Regions from separate parts of the Triticum aestivum genome. Here region 1 is linked to region 2. Evidence: chromatin contacts called from public Hi-C data. All regions are on one chromosome and are shown on one strand. Each heading gives the region's core, a stretch centred on a gene start, on an enhancer-like site or on the middle of the called end of the contact. The rest is flanking DNA. Distances are from core to core; before and after follow the strand shown.

Region 1 (3,273 bases), core at 396-2,895, 210 kb before region 2:
AACAAAAGATCAGCACACTATGTGCTCCATTCAGTCAAACTATTCGTAATAGCAAAAAACAGGAGTATTTCTCAAGTATCTCTGAGCATTTTAGATTCCAGGGAATCCAAGCCTTCCTAAATCACATGTCCACGTGTTGAGGAATTTTCAAAATTCATGAAGTCTTTATTATAATATGGTTTGCTGAACAGTGTTCATGGTTCCACGTGCTCCATAAACAGATGAAATCTACAAAACAGTGATCCATAAAATTTATGTTCTGTTACCCTGGTTGATATCCAAGCATAAAAAGACAAGTTGGAAATTTAAAACAATGTATAATGCATTCCTATGCTCGCATGATTCTCTACAAAACAGTGATTGCAAACTTTTTGTGAGTGAGGTACATAACTGAACAAATATAAGAAACATCACTACATCGAAAGCAAGCAACTTTGCAAGAAATGAATTGATTAAACTCTGTCATTTGTAGCTTGAGAAAATGTGAACCAAACCTACAAAACATTGGCAGTGTACTGAAAATGGTTCCAGTAAACCGTATATTTAACCATATAAAAGGAATAGATAAAGCTATGAGTCACTCTACTCGCTTGTTAAGCTGGGTAGGTCGTATGATAGCTACTAGGTGGGTGACGGCTAAGTACTGGTTATTTTAGGCACCAAACCTTTATTTGTATCAGTGAGCCAGATCAAACAGGACACAATTCCTAAACTAATCAGCAATTTACTCCAATTATCATGCACCGGAGATGTCTGCTAAGCTTAGCGAGCCAGATCAAACAGGACACAATTCCTCAACTTATCAGCAATTTACTCAAATTATCATGCGCCGGAGATGTCTGCTAAGTGTATAATAAACATATCAAATAACCACCAACACCTCATACCACGAGTCGAGGCACTTGGTATTAAAAAAATGAATAGAGGCACTAATGACATAATGGGACTGCAGAACACTAAGCTGCTCGTGCACCAAATCAACCAAGTAAATCAGACAATCAATGTGAAGTAGGATTTCCGAAGCAATCCTATCAGTTCTTTCAACCACCCCCACAGCCCCAGACAAGTGCTAGTGTCAAAATTAACTTTCTAGCTCGCAAGAGACTTATGAGGAGTTCCGCAATCTGTAGACAGCGAGTTGTATGCAACATTTCCCCACTTTATACATCTCTCATTCACCATTTATCCAACAACGGTACAGCTAAAGGCCAACGATCCAAATGTCTGATGCAGCGAAATATTCTAGAAAGCTTAAGGGGAAAGTGGGGTAGAGCATGCGAGAGGTCATACCATCGTCAATGAGGAACCGGAGAGAGGGGAGGCCGCAGGGGAAGGAGATCTCCCCGGGGAGCGAATTTAGTCTCGCGACCACCTCCGCCTCGTGTGCGTCCACCGACGCCGGCGGCGGCGGGACGTGCGGCTGGATCCTATGGAGCAGCGACGGAAGAGGAGGTCCGGTCCGCAGAAGAGACGGAGGCGGGGAGGCGAGGAGGCGGCCGAGGAGGGAGGAGCCAGCCCGCGCTAGGATTTTCGCCGACGCCATCGCCGTGATCCACTTCGTCCTGGACCTTCTTAAACCCTAGCTTCCACTTCCGCCTTCCAAAGCAGCTTGACCTATGGTGAGAGATGGTCTCACGACAAATGGGCCTGGTGGTCAGGATTAGAGCCCCTAGTAGATGGGCCCAAGCTAACCCAGAAAAGAGGGCTAACCACAACTGTGGCTCTCTTTGCCTAAAAAACAAACAAACTGTGGCTCTCCTTTCTTGTGTGCATATCGAGCTCCCTCCTCTCCGATTTAGGTCATGCGCATACCTTTAGGTCATCAATTTTATACAAATCTAATATGAATTAGGTATTACAAAAGGTATATCATTATTAGAAAATATTATTTTTGAAGTTTGTAATGGTATATTTTTTATAATATATGACTGTATTCAAATTATCAATCTAGGAATGCACATGGATCTAATAAATCATAAAAAGGTAGTAATCCTTAAGCGACATATTATCACATAGTGCTAGGTGGGCCGTGTCTCTGTAGCGACGCCTCACTCACCGTGAAGTTCAAAAAAACCAGCAGATTCTGGCTCCAATAGCTTTTTTCTTTCAAATTTGAATCAATTCATGAATTATCACAGGCTCGCTTGTATGTTCGAAAAATCTAGGACATGGTCTGAACAAATCCGTCAATCCAAAAAATGTGCACAATACAAACAAATCATGGATTTTCTTTCAATATTCACCCTTTTCCCATAAAAAATAAAAATTTTCCAGGATTTAAGAAATGTACACAAGTTTAAAAATATAATCATGAATTAAAATATCTTTGTGAATTTGAAAAAAAATTATGAATATAAAAAACTTTGTATTTTTAAAAAATATATGAATTTTAAAAATATCAACGGATTTAATTTTGTTCTTTTTAATTCAGGTATTGCTCATGGATATTAAAATGCATGGGCTTTAAAAGTGTTAGCGAATCAAAAATACTATTTTATTAGAATGTAAAAGAAGAATTTTCAAAAATAAGAATACTAAAAAGAGAAGAAACTATTGGAAGATAAAAGAAACATAAAAACAAAAAGAACAAAATAAAATAAAAATAAAAATTGGTAGAACCAAATATGCGATGTGTACCCCCAAGCTACCAAGTTGGGCAAGGCCCAGTCCAGGTTTTACATCTAACGGAATATCTTTCGCTGTGAGCACTAAGTAGGATATTCTTTGAGAATCTCCCTACCTCCCTCCCTATGCTAACCGGTGTTAGAAGTGACTTGCCCAGCAGCGTAGCCTTCAGCGAAATCACTAATTAACGAGCATTCTTTTCAAAGGTCACTCCCACCTTCTTAGGTTGCGACAAGTGGCACATTGCATGTGCACTATTTGTCGTAACATGAGAGTTTTTCTTTTTTTCGTAGATCCGTTTATTCAAAACGTTTTATCTCTTAAATCGCCCGTCCAAATCTCGAGTTGTTTTCACCATTAGATTCCTCGCGTCGAGATCTTCAAAACTAGATCCCATGTTGATAGGTTTTGACGAACTTTTTTTTAGGAAAAAAGAGACGAAAAAACCGAACCAGGAGCACTTTTTTTCTCCTTTCCGAACGTATTTATAATTTTTGATTGTTTCATACTATTATAATATCAATCTCGTATTCTTTATATGCAATTTTATATTATTTTTGGAACTAACCTATTAACTCAGAGCCTAGTATCAATTCTTGTTTTTTTGCCTATTTCTTTGTTTCGCAGAAAAATCATACCAAACGAAAT
Region 2 (3,014 bases), core at 155-2,654:
CAAGACCGCCGCAGTGCCCGCGTCTAGGCTTGGACTGGGCGCGTTGGTCTCCTTGGCCGCCACACCAGACGCTGCCGCCGCACGCAGGCGTCCGTGCTGCAGATCCGCCACCGCATCGGCGAGCTGGTCGACGCGGCGCTCCAGATTGGACCGCCAGGCCGTCAGATCGTCCAGCTTGGCGGTGTTTGCGTGGATCGCCGCCGTGTTGCTGCGGAGTCCAGCCGAAATTCCTCCATGGAGCTTGTGATCTTGTCCATGTACTCCTTCATGGTCGGATCCATGGCCTCGATTTGAACCCGAGCTTGCCAAAGACGACGGGTTTCGATGAATTGCGCCAGATCGCGCGAGAGGAGGGTGGTGTTTGTTCTCTGATACCAAGTGTTAGGATAAGAGTGGAGGGATCGATCTATTGCCTCAAGTGTTTATCTCAATCTGATTACAAGCTGGATTACACGAATGGAGAGGAACGATAGGAAACTAGGGTTCTTGCCGCCGCCGCCGAGTCGTGATCCTCTGGATGCCTTGCTCCATCGGGTGGTCTTGGTTAAGTAGTGAGTGCGGCTGGGCTTCACCGAACCCAGTCAGGCCCATAGACTCGAGGGTTGGCCTTGGGCACGCGCTGGGGTCGGCCTCCTTCCGGCCCAGCTTGGCTGTCCTGCGGGTCCGGTATGTCAGTGGTGCTGACAACTGGCCGGTCCACGACTTCCACGTTAAAAAGGACGACGATCCTCCGCCCGTGTGAATGACAGTCAGGCCCCACCGCGCGTCGCATTAATTTTGGGCGGTTGAGGTAGGTGAACGGCCGCTACGCGTTCTCAAGGCGGGCGACGAGCAAGCGTGTGTCTGGCCGTTTGGGCGCAAACCAGGCGCATGTTTGCGCCGGAAATAGGACGGATCAAACGCTAAACTGACATAAAATACGGATGCGGCCTCGTGTTGGGCCGAGCCATCCCGTTTTGGCCCAAACGAACCAACGCGAAGAAGATGAAGTCGTGTGTTGGAGTTGCCCTTAGGGTACACTGACAAGATTGTAGCAAATCTCGTTGTTATCACGAACACAACGGGACACGTCGGCTGGCCAATGTGCCGCCTCGCTCCCTCCAATTATTTTCCATCGACCACTACTTCATCAAAAGCTTCCACCTATACGACAAGAGGAAGAAAAACGTCACTCTGCACCTGCTGCTAGCCACGCAGCCGCTACGGGATATAATCTTGAGTGACACGTTTGACTGATCACGAGAAAAGTACCGTGGGTGTGCCATGCTGTTTGGCAGGATAGGATAGGACGTCAATACCGTTTCGTTTGAATCTGGCACCGCCCGTTCCTTTCGGTAGCACCGCCCATTCCTTTCAGTAGTTTTTTTTTTCTTTTTGATGAGGATCGTTGCTTTCAGTAGTTTCCTTCTTCTCTGCGAATGGTTGCTTTCAGCAGTTACCGCGATTTGACCTCTGTGTGGAGTGCCGGACTCCAATAATGCAGGCCGGACCTCCTTCGATATCTTGGGCAAAGTTTTGTGGCCCGACTAGTAACGGCCAATCATTTAATTAGTATACTCACTCGGTCTTTTTTATTTGGCATATAAAAGTCGTAAATAACCATATTTATATAAAAAATATCAACATCTACAATACTAAAGTTATACAATATAAAAACCAAATTCATGACACATCTAATGATATTAATTTCATATTATGAATCTTGATTTTTCTTCTATAAAATTGATCAACTTTATGAACTTTGATCTCAGACAAATCTTGTATACAAAGTAAAAGGGAATATACCTCACACAAAAAAGTAAAAGAGAATAAAAACCGTCTATCAGAGATAATCAGGTGGTGGCAAAATAGGAGTATCAAATATGTGGACCAGTACCCAAAATAAGGTGGGACTAGTACCTATATTATTTTCTTTCTGTATTTATTACAGGTTAGGTCAGTGATTGCACAACACTATGTAGCTAGCACAATCAAAGCACTGTGCTGCTCGAATGGGACGGTCCACTGACATCAGCGTCGCCTCGAATCGACAATTCGATATATACGTTCACTCTATTCTGGATGATCCAAGTTAGGCTTGCCACGAATTCTATATCTCGCTTATAGCGAGACTAGCATTCATCTCGTATGAAGGGCTCGCGCATATAGGCTGATCTTTTAGCATTGTCGCTCGCTCGCTAGTTTAGTTGCTCGCTCATTTTTATGTATGGTTTTATCTGGTTCTTTTTCCTTTTTTCCTTATCGGTTTTCTTTTTTTCTTCATCGGTTTTCTTTGGTTTTCACTTTTTCATCAATTTTCTCGTTTACTTCACAGTTTTTATTAGTTTTTTCTTCATCTTTTTTGGTGCTACTTTTTTTTGTTTCCTTTGTTTTTTGTGGTTCCTTTTCTTTTTGTATAGCTTTTCTTTGTTTCCATTGTGCATTTTTCATATACACCAGCAACAATTTTTATGTATGCGTTTAATATTTTTCAAATACATGATTAAGACTTTTCACAACTTATATTTTTTATGTCTATTTTCTCGTGCACACTGTACATTTTATGTGTACACTAGGAACATTTTTTCTATATACGTTTAACATGCATAAAATAGATAATGAATATTTTAAACATATATTTTTATGTTCACTTTTTCTATCAACATTGTAAATTTTTTGTATACATCGGGCACATTTTATGTATACAAATTTAACCTTTTTTCTATTCCTGATTAAAAAATTTAAACACATTTTTTATGTGTATTTTACACATTCCAATTTTTTTATATACATCAGAAACATTTTTATACACACATTTAACATTGTCCAAATACATGATTAACATTTTCGAAAACTTATTATGTCTACTTTTTTCCATACAAATGGTACATTTTTTATACATTTTTCGTATACATTGGAAAAAAAATTATAAGCATTTAACAATTTTTTCATGAATGATTGAAAAAAACTAAAACACAATTGAAAACTTATTTTCTTAATTTATATTTTTTCATACGCGTTTTACAGTTTTTGTA

Evidence for each region. A called contact is a pair of places that touch in the nucleus more often than the background predicts.
Region 1: a Hi-C map of leaf shows a contact between it and region 2, with 6 times the contacts expected there. The contact joins the promoter of LOC123078421 here to the enhancer-like site in region 2. A contact is called at or near these places in 2 of 5 Hi-C or Micro-C datasets (both in leaf).

What each region holds. Positions count from the first base shown.
Region 1 is chr3D:278,564,247-278,567,519 of IWGSC CS RefSeq v2.1, reverse strand. LOC123078421 reads right to left here and starts at 1,645. Exons shown (of 3, transcript XM_044500925.1): 1 at 1,291-1,645. The coding sequence starts at 1,543.
Region 2 is chr3D:278,349,876-278,352,889 of IWGSC CS RefSeq v2.1, reverse strand. No RefSeq gene overlaps it. Among protein-coding and RNA genes, the nearest start is that of LOC123078420, 150 kb to the left of the region's middle. Within about 2 kb of position 1,404, at least 1 of the 8 cell types and tissues checked has an H3K27ac peak or open chromatin away from gene starts, as enhancers often do. A contact at or near this core is called in leaf, where this site is marked.